2 separate regions of the Sus scrofa genome follow, and region 2 is linked to region 1. A link is a contact called in public Hi-C data. All regions are on one chromosome and are shown on one strand. The core of a region is the stretch at or near the end of the contact, and the rest is flanking DNA. Distances in the headings are between cores, read along the strand shown.

Region 1 (5,702 bases), core at 29-2,528:
CCCTGCTGCGGTCCACCCGGCGGATCTCCCCGGAAGCCATCCCTTCCGGCCTTGGGAACCTTACAGCAGCTGGGTCTTGTCTATGCGCTGAGCACTGTGAGCTCACAGTCCTGGAACCTCCAGGCTCTGCCGCTGTTTCCATACAAGGGCTGGGAGCCGGGGTGCCACATAGAGAGGAGCAGGTCGCTTTGCTGTCTCCAAAGCAAAAGCCCGCGCGCTCACGCGCGCATCACCCAACTCGCTGGCTTCCCTCTCGCCTCTTCCCCACCTCAGACCGGAAAAACGGAAAGAAAAACCTCCTTCCTCCCGAGACGCGGCAAAGGGAACCCCCTCCCCGCTGCCCTCGCCCCCGGCCAGCTGTGCCTGGCTGCGGCGCGCTCCCAGGGAACTTTTGCCCGGCCATGCTCTGGTGCGGCTGAGCGGGACGCGGGCAGGGCCAGCCGAAGGCTGAAACTCCTCGCAGCCGGCCGAGGGACCCCGCGCAGAACCAGCTTTCTCCTCTCTAGGGGCTCCGTGCGCCCCCGCCCTGAGAAGGGATCCGACCTCCAGCTACCAAGATGTGTGATCCGGAGGAACGAGAGCTGGAGCTGGGAGCCCGGACCATGAGCCGCGGGTGCCGGGCCCCGCACGGGCTAGCCTGCGGAGCCGCGGCGCTGCACGGAGCTCCAGCGTGCCGCAGCCGCCGGAGAACCTGCAAACTCCCAGGCGGCAGAGTTAGGAAAGCCGCCGCCTCCCCCTGCGCTCGAGGCGGCGGCTGCGCCCGCGAAGGACACCGGGCGCCGCACCCGCTGTGAAGCCCTGGGGCCAGAGGTGGAGAAGCGGACCGGATCCCGAGGCGTCCTCTCCCAAGCGCAGGCAGCCAGAGCTCAGGCCCTTTCCGCCTGCCGCGACTGCGGCCGCGGCCCCCGCCCTCCCCGCGGTGCCCGGAGCGCGCCCGGCGGGAAGGCGCGGGCTCGGCTGGAGGACCCGGCCAAGAGCGCCGGGAGGCGCAGGGGAGGGACGCTGCACTTCAACTCACCTTGAGCCGCAAGACCTCGGGCGCTGATCACACTTGCTATCAAAGTGGCCACATACCAAATCATAGTACTACCGCGCGCCAGCCAGGAGCCTCATCCTATCTCAAAGTGCCCCGCGCCGCCTACGCCCAGCGTCGGTGCTCCCGCGGCTCCTGCGGCTCCTGCAGCCCGGGCGGCCCGCTCCCCATCCCTCCGCGTCTCAGCTCAGCTCGGCGCACAGCCTCCCGCCCGGCGCAGCGGCACCTGCACTGGAGCCCGGGAGGAGCGCAGGCAGCGCCGCGGAGAAGCCCCGCCGCACCGCCCCGGACCCGCCCCTGTCGCCCGCCCATTGGACGCGTCCGGTGATCCCGGAGTCCTATTGGCCACAATCTCTGCCCGTCGCGGCGAGGGGGGCGAGCCCATTCAAGGTGCGTTGACGTGTGGCGAGCCCAGAGCCGCAGAATCATGCGCATTGCCGGAGAGAAGGCGCTGCCGCGTCTCCGCTCGGCTCGGCTCCCCGCTCCCGCTGCATGGCAAGTTTCTGGGGGAGGGAATGTGGCTGCAGGGCTGGCTAACGAGATCCTGGGGTCTCGGCTACCCTGCGGGTCTAAGGGGTTGGAGCTCCCGCCCACGTAGGGAACCCAGCATCCGGTTTCCTTCCAGCAAAAAGCCGTCCCGGGAGGACGGTGCTGATTCAGTGATGGGGAAACCCAGAAAAGGCAGCCTGGGGAAGCTGGAAGTGTCCTTAGCTGGAGATCTTTTACAAAGGGTCACACGTTACCTCCACTCCCCACTCCCTTCTACACGCAGCCACTCTTGCCTCCCCAAGGCACCCCTTCCCACCCAAATGTGTGGTTACATTAAGCTCCATCCAGACTGACGGCAGGGGAATGACTAAAATGACCTCTAAAAGTCGCTAAGATTTGGGGTGAGTCATTGGTTCAGCTGCGGGAGTGTCACAAGCCCCTTTGGGAACACACGTGTGCACACTGCCACCCCCGGTGTGGGTCATAGTTGCTCATCACCATTAAATTTCAACTTTGAGCAGTGAAAGTGTTTCTTCTTATTCTCCACAAAGGCTGCCTCCTCAGGCACAAGATTCCTTCCCCCAACCTCACCGGACTGGGAGCCAGGCCCCACCCTGGCAGCACAAAGCTGAGGGACTTGGGGAGCAGTGCCAGGGTCTGTGAGGGGGACCCAGGAAAGCGAAGGTGGGCTTCCTATTTCTACAGAAGATGATAAGGAGGAAGCTGAAAGTCTTCATGTTTCCCAACCTCGTCCCCTCCCCCAATACAGTTGTATCTGCAGAAGAAATAAACGAGTGTCATGGAAACATCTACTACAAACAATCACCTCACACCAGCTTCTGAGGCTGCAGTGAAGACGTATGTTCTTTCAAAGAGTGAAAGCAGTGTGGGAAGGGTGGCACAGCGCCCTACGATGTGTTGTTGGCCAAGGAGGGAAGACAGAGGGGCAGCAAAGGAGAGCTCAGAAATGTCACCCTGGCAAAAGCACTCATCGACCACAAAGCACTGGATCTTGGACATAAATCTCCAAAAAGCTTGCCTCAAAGAAAGCATGTGTGTGTGCACATACACACACACAATGCATCAAAAGTGGCCAGAACACTGGAGGAACAACAGCCTTACCTGAAACATGAACCCTCTTAGCTCACCGCCAGCCAGAAGATAGGAAGCCAGGCCTCCTCCCTTCCCAGCAGAGTGCAAGTATGCTGGTATGGTAAAGTTTTAGCATCTGGATGTAACCCAGAAAACAAAAGGCTTGAATGACCTCCTCCTCTACCCAGCCACTCCAGTCATGAAAGGTAACTCTGATGAGGCAGGATGTCTCTCCCTGAGCCATCACTTTAGGGTCTCGTTCTCTGCCAAGATACCTTCCTTAAGGATATGAAGAAGGTTGGAATCTCTAGGCCCCCAATGGCAGGCTGATTCCCAGCTGGCATGCCCAAGAACAGCATCTCCATCCTCCACACATACCTACAGGCATCCAGAGTCCTAGGCGATAAGCCTCAGTGGGATTCACTTGATTTTTCCAAAACCTCTAAGCAGCTAACTGACCTGAAGAGAAGTGCTGGATCTCCCAGGGCTGACCTAGTCCCCAGCCCTTTTTAGGTATAAACATGGCAACGGTGCTGTGCTCAGGTTCTTCTAGGGACTTTTGGGGTTAAAAAAGGGAGGGAGCCACTCTCACCATCATCTTGATTGTATTTACTTGCCCACTGACTTTGTCCTACTCAGTGTGGTGGTTTCTGCTAGGGAACTAAGATTGAAAGGGAAAAAAGTTACAGAAAGAGCTTAAGACCATGACTTTGGTTGCAAAGGGTTTCAAACAAACTATCTAAAAAGGAGATTAAATTTCTTCTGGATAAGTCTGTTCGAAATGAAGTAGGTCCAGGGAGTGAGACAGAAAGGAAAGTTGAGGTTCAAAGGGAAAAGTTAGCGTCATCACACGTCTCAGTTTGGTTTCATTTCAGCTCAAAAGAGACAACAGTATTGGGCCATGGTGAGGGATGAGGCCAATTAAATCTTTTCCTCTTGGCATATGGCTAATCTTCAGACCCAAGAAGGATGGTACACATCCAGTAACATACTCAAGGCGAGCATGGACCCCAGCTGTCTAATAGGGACATAATGGAAGGATGTAAGCCATTCCCAGGAGCAGTTCCAGGTATTACTGTTTAGCCATCTATGTCTCTAATAAAGCAGGTTGTACATCAGGTAAGGGAGTAGATGTCATTCCCTCCTGCTTTTTGGAAATACAAAATGCTAGTCTTATCAGTTCCTCCATGTAAAACCATCTACCACCTACCTACCCCTCCCTCTGGAACCCTGGAGGATGAGGGAGGGCTGGAAGAAGAGGAGACTGAGACCCTTCCTCCCTCCCCATGTCCATTGAGCAAATAGGATTCAAAAACAATAGATCACTCACTGTTGCCTCCCTGCTTCCTCGGTGGTCCCAGACCTCTTTGTAGAAAAAAGGTTAGGACAGCCATCATAACAGCTGCATGTGAGGAAGAGAGGGAGCTCCAACTCAGAGCACTTCACCCCAGGGAGATCAGCAAAGTGTGTTTTTAGTGTTTCTTTAAGCAGAGAACTCTTATCAGTTATTTTGCTGTGTGCGAGTGTGTGTGTGTGTGTGTGTGTAAATATATATATGTGTAACAAAAAACATCCCAAAATGAATATTGTGACTTCAAACAACAAGAGTCATATTTGCTCACACATCTGCAATTTGGGGAGGGCTTGGTGGTGTTGGGGAAATAAAATGACTCTGGCTCCGGTCGTCAGTGTCAGAAAGTGAGACATGTGAACAAGGGGAGATCTTGATAAGGCTCTACTTTTGCAGAAGGGCGCGGGTACTCCAAAAAGCAAAGAAGTAAAGACCTCACTATTTATCCCTAACAGTGTGATGTACCTGTCCCCTTCCCATTGGTCAGGTCATGGTGCACATTCTTCTTAGTTGGCTAATTGAAACGAACTGTTGCTGGGAGAAGAGGTAAAGAGAAGGGGGTTGCAGGAGGGTGTCTCAGCCAATGCAAAATGGAGTAACCAAGATTTCCTTTGATAGAAAGGACATATGTTACTTTCCACAGTGGGAACAGCTCTTCTCCATTTCATATGACGTCTGACCAAGTGGGGGACCGAAGTTGCGCTCTCAAGATGCTCACTCACATGGCCAGCCAGTGATGCCGGCTGTCAGCCAGGGCTGCAGGCAAAGAATTGTAATTCTTTTCCATGTGGGCTTCTCCACAGGATGCTTGGGCTTCCTTACAGCATGGTGGCTGGGTTCCAAGAGCTGGTATTCCCAGTAGAACCTCGTATAAGATGTATTTCCCTTTATGTCCTAACCCTGGAAGACACATAGCGTCACTTCCGCCAGAGTCAAAACCCTGCCCAAGTCCAAGGCAAAAATCCCTACCTCTTGGTAGGAGCAGTGACCACATCCCAAAGCTTGTGAGATGGGAGGTCATGCTGCAACCACTGGGGGGGGTGATGCAATTTGCTGTGAAAACAGTCTCCAAAATTTAGCCCAAAATGAACTTTTGAAAGGATCCCTAGAAAGAAATCGTATGCAGACAGAAAGTATCTGGATCTTAGAACTGACTCACTTGAATTCAAGCTGCCATCACAGGTCCCAGGCACACAGGGGTGTGAGTGTGACCGTAATAGAAGCCTAGCCCATTTGTGAGGCAGATCCTGTCTTGTTTTCGCTCACTATGCCAGAGACCAGTCAGCATGTTTAAAAGAACTTGGAAGGAGAGAAGAAAATAAACAAAGGAAATTGGATTTCCGAAGTATAAATATCTCATCTTAAGATCTGATGCAGGAGAAATGTGGAAAGCTTTGCAGGATTCTAAACCTTCTTATCATAAGAATTTTCCACCTTGGCTCAAAATGCCCAGAACTTTGCAGGCACCTACCTGCAGCCTCTGGCCATATGTTGTTTTCTCAACCTAAATAGCTTTTCTAACAGTCCACTTTGTCCTCTCTGAAAATAAATTCCTAGAGACATTTCTTATTAAAGCTCAAACCTCATTATGCTTCAAATTTCCCAGACTATCCAGTGTTCCCCTACTCTGTTACAATTTAAGTGAGGGCCACATATTGGTTAGATGGTGGTGGTGACCAGACAAGACAGATTCAGTTCTTTCTGACTTAAGACACCTGTTCCCACCACATTTAATGG
Region 2 (5,665 bases), core at 274-2,773, 84 kb after region 1:
GAACTTAGGAATACATCAGAAGGCTACACAGTCTGGGCCCAGTGGCCCGCTTCCCCTAACCCACACTGGCAGAAGAGTGTGATTAAAATTCAGCTGCATACCTCTCCCTGTGATGGATCCATCAGCGCAGGCCCAGCAGCTGCCTCCTGCTCTTCAAACAGGGCCTCTAAGCACAAGGTCCTTGTGTCAGCTTCCTGGGCTTGTAAGCCCCTCAAATCGTAAGCAAGCTTTTGAGTGTCTGTGCTCTGGACGTTTTTCTGGAGAGAAGTTCACAGCTTTAATCGATTTACAAAGAGACGCATGACGTGAAAGGTTGAGAATCGTTGCCTGAAAGCATCAGGGATCCAGACTCCAGAGAAATCAGATCTACGCAACCAGTTGCTAAGCGCCTTTGCAGCGTTTGCAGATATGAAACTGCTGGGCTACTGTTCCCTGGGTTTATGAGTGTATATTTTTCAATTTGAAAGAGCTTCTAAGCTCTAGAATGAATAAGTTCCTCTAGGGTAAGTTTCTGGCCCACTTGCTCACTTTCTAAGGGATCCTCAGAGCCTGGGTCAGGGCCTGGGCAGATGAAAATGTGATTAATGTATTGATCTAGACCGTAATTTTCTTCTGTGCCCACTGCCACCTGGTCTGTAAGGATGACGAGAATTACGGTAACATAGAAGCCATGACATGAGAATGGCGAGAATTATTTTATAATTCAATGCTGATTTTTCAGGATCCTTTTCAGCTCCTGTGAAAGACTGATCACCTTGGGGAGATCAAGGCAGTTCACCCAAACCTCAGATCGAGATCATGTGACATGTTTTTGCATGGGACCCTTTGGGGAACTGGCACCTGCAGACAGAAAGGGGGAACTGTGCCCACCTTGTCAGTTCCTGGACCTCAGGAGTCTGAGTTCTCAGCTATAAAGAGAGAAGGGGCGTTCCCATCGTGGCTCAGTGGTTAATGAATCCAACTAGGAACCATGAAGTTGTGGGTTCGATCTTTGGCCTCGCTCAGTGGGTTAAGGATCCGGCGTTGCCATGAGCTGTGGTGTAGGTCACAGACACGGCTAGGATCTGGCATTGCTGTAGCTGTGGTAAAGGCCGGAAGCTACAGCTCTGATTCAACCCCTAGCCTGGGAACCTCCATATGCCACAGGTAAAGCCCTAAAAATACAAAAAGACAAATAAATAAATAAATAAGAATTCTGAATCCTCAGGACACAGGCTGCAACCCCCCCAGGCCTCCTCTGCCCAGGGTCTGACCCTCCTTCCTTACCCCACTTTGCAGCCTCTGCAGCTTAGCTGCTAAGCCCCCTGGGAATTAAGACGCCGGGGTGGGGGAGGGTTAGGATGGGAGGGCAGCTTATGGGGTGCCTTCCAAGGAGGGGAGACAAGGAGCTGGGGTCCCAGGACCCCCCCACCCCGACTGGCCTTCCTCCCCTTCCTCAGGCTGGCCCCTGGGCTGGGCCTACCTTTGGAGAGCCAGGCTTTGTGCAGTGGCTGTACAGCAGCTGCTTCTGTCTGAGGCTAAAAATAGCCTCTTCTCTGCCCATGTCCAGCTCAGGCCAAGCCAGAGCCAAAGGGGACTCGTGGCAGGAGGGGACAGGAGTGGGCAAGACTTGAGTATGGGTGAACGGGCGCAGCCCAGGGGAGGAAGGAGACCTCCTGGGGAGACAGGAGACTTGGGTCCTGTGTGTTGGCTCTGATGCCCCAGAAACTCCCCCTAGAAAGGGATAGGGTTTCTGAGGGGAATAAAGGCATGGAAAGCCACAGCAAGCTGACTTGGTCTGGCATTTACGAGGAATTTTCCAGGTGCCTGCTTTCACTCTTTGAAGCACCACAAACATAAAAGGACCCCATGATGTAGACGGTGATATTATTATTCCCTTTGGCCGTTGAAACAAAGGCCCAGTGACATGAATTCACCAAACCCACAGAGCCCAAAAGTGGGGGCCACAGCTCAAATGCAGAGCCCGCCCCAAGCATGGTGAGGCCCCAGCCGAGTAGGGCACAAAGGGCTGGGGAGGTGGGCACGGTGGCCCTAGCACTACCCCTAAGGGGCTTATCGTAGTCCTGGACACAGGACATGTCCTGAGGCCCATGCTCAGAGCCACCTCCTCAGACTTACTTCAAATTTTAGGTAAATCCTGTCTGGTTGCCCTGTTCATGCTGGCATGTGCCACACCCCCGTTTCCTGGAAAGGCACAGCTAACTCTTGGGGAGAAGCGGCTCCAGAGGCTTAGAGGACAAGGCAGTCATGCTCCTGGGACAAGCGGGAGGGGCCGCTCAGGACCCAGGTTCTTTATGTGCTTGGAATGAAGCAGACTTGGGTTTCACAGATGGAGGTGGAAATGAAGAGATGCAGAGAAGAGAGAGAGTCTGCCAAGGGGAGGGGACGGGGAGAAAAAGAATGATGGAGCAGGGTCCAGTCCTGGCTACTCCCTACCCCAGAGGAGCCTGGAGGAGCTCCAGAGGGCTGGGCTGGTCCTGCTGAGCTAAAGACCGAGGAATCCCTCTTGTCAGCAGGAGGATGGGGCGGGGGAGGGGTCCGTGGTGGCCCAGGAGCGCAGGAAGCTAGTAAACACGCCCAGTCCTGTCTCCACTACGGATGCTTCTGTCGGCCCTGCCTTTTGAAGGCTGTGCAAGCCTGTGCTCCGGCAGAGCTTCTAATGCAATTAACAGAACATACTCATACATCTTGCCTGGCGTCCGGGCTGTCTGACTGCTCCAGCCCTGGAGCCTCTTGAGGAAGCAAGTGTGATCACCCCTTCCTGCCAGGGCCCCATTGCAAGGAGGGCAGGAAGAACAGGGCAGTCAGAAGATGCTGAGTGGGGAGGGGACATGGGGGGCAGCGCTTTGTCTGTGAGGTTCCCCAGAGGCCCAGAGAATAGCCGCCGCCCCCCACCCCCATTGAAGGGTATTTTACATCTGAGGACAGAGTGTGAGACGGGGTCTGCACAAGGGTTCAGGCATAACTTGGAGGCATGACCGTGTGCTTATGTTTTGTAGTGTGTGTGTGTGTGTGTGTGCACACGTGTGCATGTGGGGGGTGTGCACTCAGTCTGAAGAACTGGTGACTCACTGAAAAAGGGAGCTTTCTGATCCAAAGAGCTTATTTTCAGCTATTTTTATCTCTTCTTGTATCTTGGCCCTTTCCCCCCCTTGTCTTTTTCAGAAGTGGAGGAATTTGTGGGCAGTGAAATCTTTGTGTCTGTGTGAGGCGAAGCCTGGGCTGAGAAGGGAACCCCTGGGGGTGCAGAGTCAGTACACACCCCACTCTGGTGCATGCATGTGCAAGAGAAACGGCAAGTACACATGAGCCACAAAAACCCCTAACCGCCACCCTCCACACACACACACTTGCAGAGCTCTGCTGGGGCTGGTGCATAGCCCTGCACTTTCACATTGACCTCTGCCCACAGCCCAGGCTATACCACCTCACACCCACCCAGGTGGGCATACTCACATGTGTCACAGGGACAGTCCTGGGCCCCTGTCTTGGGGAGTGGCCCCAGCCCCTGCACATTCTCTCTTCTCAAGCCCAACCATCCTCACCGAACCCATGGACATCTTATCAGGAAGGCCTTTCTCTGCTCTGTCTGTCAATAGAGAACAGGGATTGGGCTTCTCCTGTGACTCACCCAGACCATCCCACCCACCTACCCACCACCTTTGGCCCTGAGAGCCCCCTCCCCAATCCAGCAGTGTCTGGGCTTGTGGGTCTGGCCACTGCTTAGAGCATCCGGCAGGGGCTGAAAGCTATTTGCCTGCAAGCCCCATTGCATTGGCCCAAAGCAGGAGCTGAGGGGGGAGGTGCTCTCTGACTGCTCTGCCTTGGGACCTATCTCTGCAAAGTATGGCTTCCCATGAAGGTCTTCCAGAATGTCCTTCTCTCTCTCCGCTCCACAGGGAGCAGGGCAGGGGCAGATGGCACTGTTTAGGGACCTAGAATGCCTGCATGTCCCTTGGCCCAGCATCTACAATGGCATGACCATATGTGTGCACCTGTCCTGGTGTCACAGTGCAGACCGTCACAGCCCAGTCAATTGGTGACACCAAGATGTGTCCGAGTCTGCACCACACTGGACAAGGGAGGGGAACTACTCGTTTACTCAGAGAAGAGGGCAGAGGGTCAGCCTGGGTCTGAGTGGTGGGCAGGGACATCAGTCCATGAAGGTGTGGGGTCTGGGAGGGCAGACGGTGCTAGGGGTGACGCTGTGTGGGTGACAGGGAGAAGCAGGCGGCACAGGGGGAGAAGGCGGACCCTGCCAGCAGGTGACCCAGGTTCAAATCCTGCTTTGTCTCTGGTTCTGCAGCCCAGCCTCGAGGAGAAGGGGTTGTGAATCATCTTCCTCTCACCCCACAAGGAAAGCAAAATCTTTGGCTTTCTTGAAAGATCTGAATAGCTTCCAAGTGGGTGCCTTCTAAGCACCCACTTCTATAAAATGGAGAGCAAACAGGGCCACCCCACAGGGATGTTCTGAAGATTAATGCGGGGAAGAGGGAAGCACTCACTTAGCCATATTACTGGCCTGGTCTGTGGGCGAGGACAGTGGTTCTGAATTGATTGTGCCCCAGAGGGCATAATTCAGTGTCTGGGCCCCTTTTTGGGTGGTAAAACCTGGGGCAGTGGGTGATAGAAACCAGGGGTTCTGCTGACATCCTGCAGAGTCAGGACACCCCTGCAATCGAGAGGCCAGTAGCTCAGAGGCTGGGGACCCGGGCAGGGCGCTTGCCTTCCTCCTGAAGACAGTGAGATGATGGCGAGTGGAGGCAGCAAATTGTGACATGACTGCACGTTAGGGGCCCTGCAGACCTGCAGATAAGCTAGGTGCCTCCAGAGGGGCATCAGCAGAACTGGCTGGGGAGGGAGGACTGGGCCGGGTCTGGGGGACGCTGAGGCCTCTGGCTTGTGGGAGTGGTGGGGAAAGACTGTTTAGCTTCCAAGAGCTTGAGCTGAGCTGAAAGCTCCTTCAGCAGCCTGAACATCAGCCATGTCCCCTCCATGCTCCGGCTCCCATTCTTCCTCCAGGACACAGGACCCCCCACAAGAAACACTTCCCCACATCCTTGGGGCCCTGGGAAGGGGGCATTTGATTTCTTCCTCTTCTCCCTCCAGCCCCTTGCATGGATGGAGACAGAGGCCCCTCAGCAGACCAGCTGCAGATGGAAAAGAAAGGCTCTGGGCCCTGATGCCCAGCACCCCAGCACCCTCTGCAGCTTTCCGGGGACTGGCGCTCCGTATCTGCTAGGGACAGAGGGGAGGACGTGGAGCACAGGCAGAGCCTCCTTTAGCCCCAGCTCCCCTGCCCCTTCGCACAGGCTCTGAAGACAAGTTATAGGACACGGGAGAAACCCCAGGCAGCCATCAGCAAGTGGGCGGGTGGAGTCCTGACCTGACACCAGAACAGTTGAAGATGCCACCCCTCCCTCACAGTGACTGCACACCTCCTCGGGAGATCAGAAAGGCACTGAAAGACAGAGGCCCGGTGTGGTACAAGGTGCTCTGGGGAAGGATCAGACTGTTCCTTGGGGCCTAAAGCAGGCTCCTCAGGCTCACAGACTGCTGACTGCCCAGGCTGCTTCTGCCTGCCTGGACCACTGTGTTGAGAAGGATTCTGAAGCAGAGGACTGTGGTTAATTCGTGATGCCTATGGGGAGGGCCAAAGGATGTG

What was found. Hi-C and Micro-C count contacts between places; a contact is called where the count stands out from the background.
Region 2: a Hi-C map of skeletal muscle shows a contact between it and region 1, with 2.8 times the contacts expected there. The contact joins the enhancer-like site here to the promoter of IGSF9B in region 1. A contact is called at or near these places in 9 of 47 Hi-C or Micro-C datasets (alveolar macrophages, brain, embryonic fibroblasts and 4 more) and 1 of 2 datasets of contacts at active chromatin or transcription factors (skeletal muscle).

Annotation. Positions count from the first base shown.
Region 1 is chr9:60,520,185-60,525,886 of Sscrofa11.1, forward strand. IGSF9B (protein turtle homolog B) reads right to left here and starts at 1,279. Exons shown (of 20, transcript XM_021063165.1): 1 at 1,019-1,279. The coding sequence starts at 1,082.
Region 2 is chr9:60,604,213-60,609,877 of Sscrofa11.1, forward strand. No RefSeq gene overlaps it. Among named protein-coding and RNA genes, the nearest start is that of JAM3, 22 kb to the right of the region's middle. Within about 2 kb of position 1,524, at least 14 of the 83 cell types and tissues checked have an H3K27ac peak or open chromatin away from gene starts, as enhancers often do. A contact at or near this core is called in embryonic fibroblasts and skeletal muscle, where this site is marked.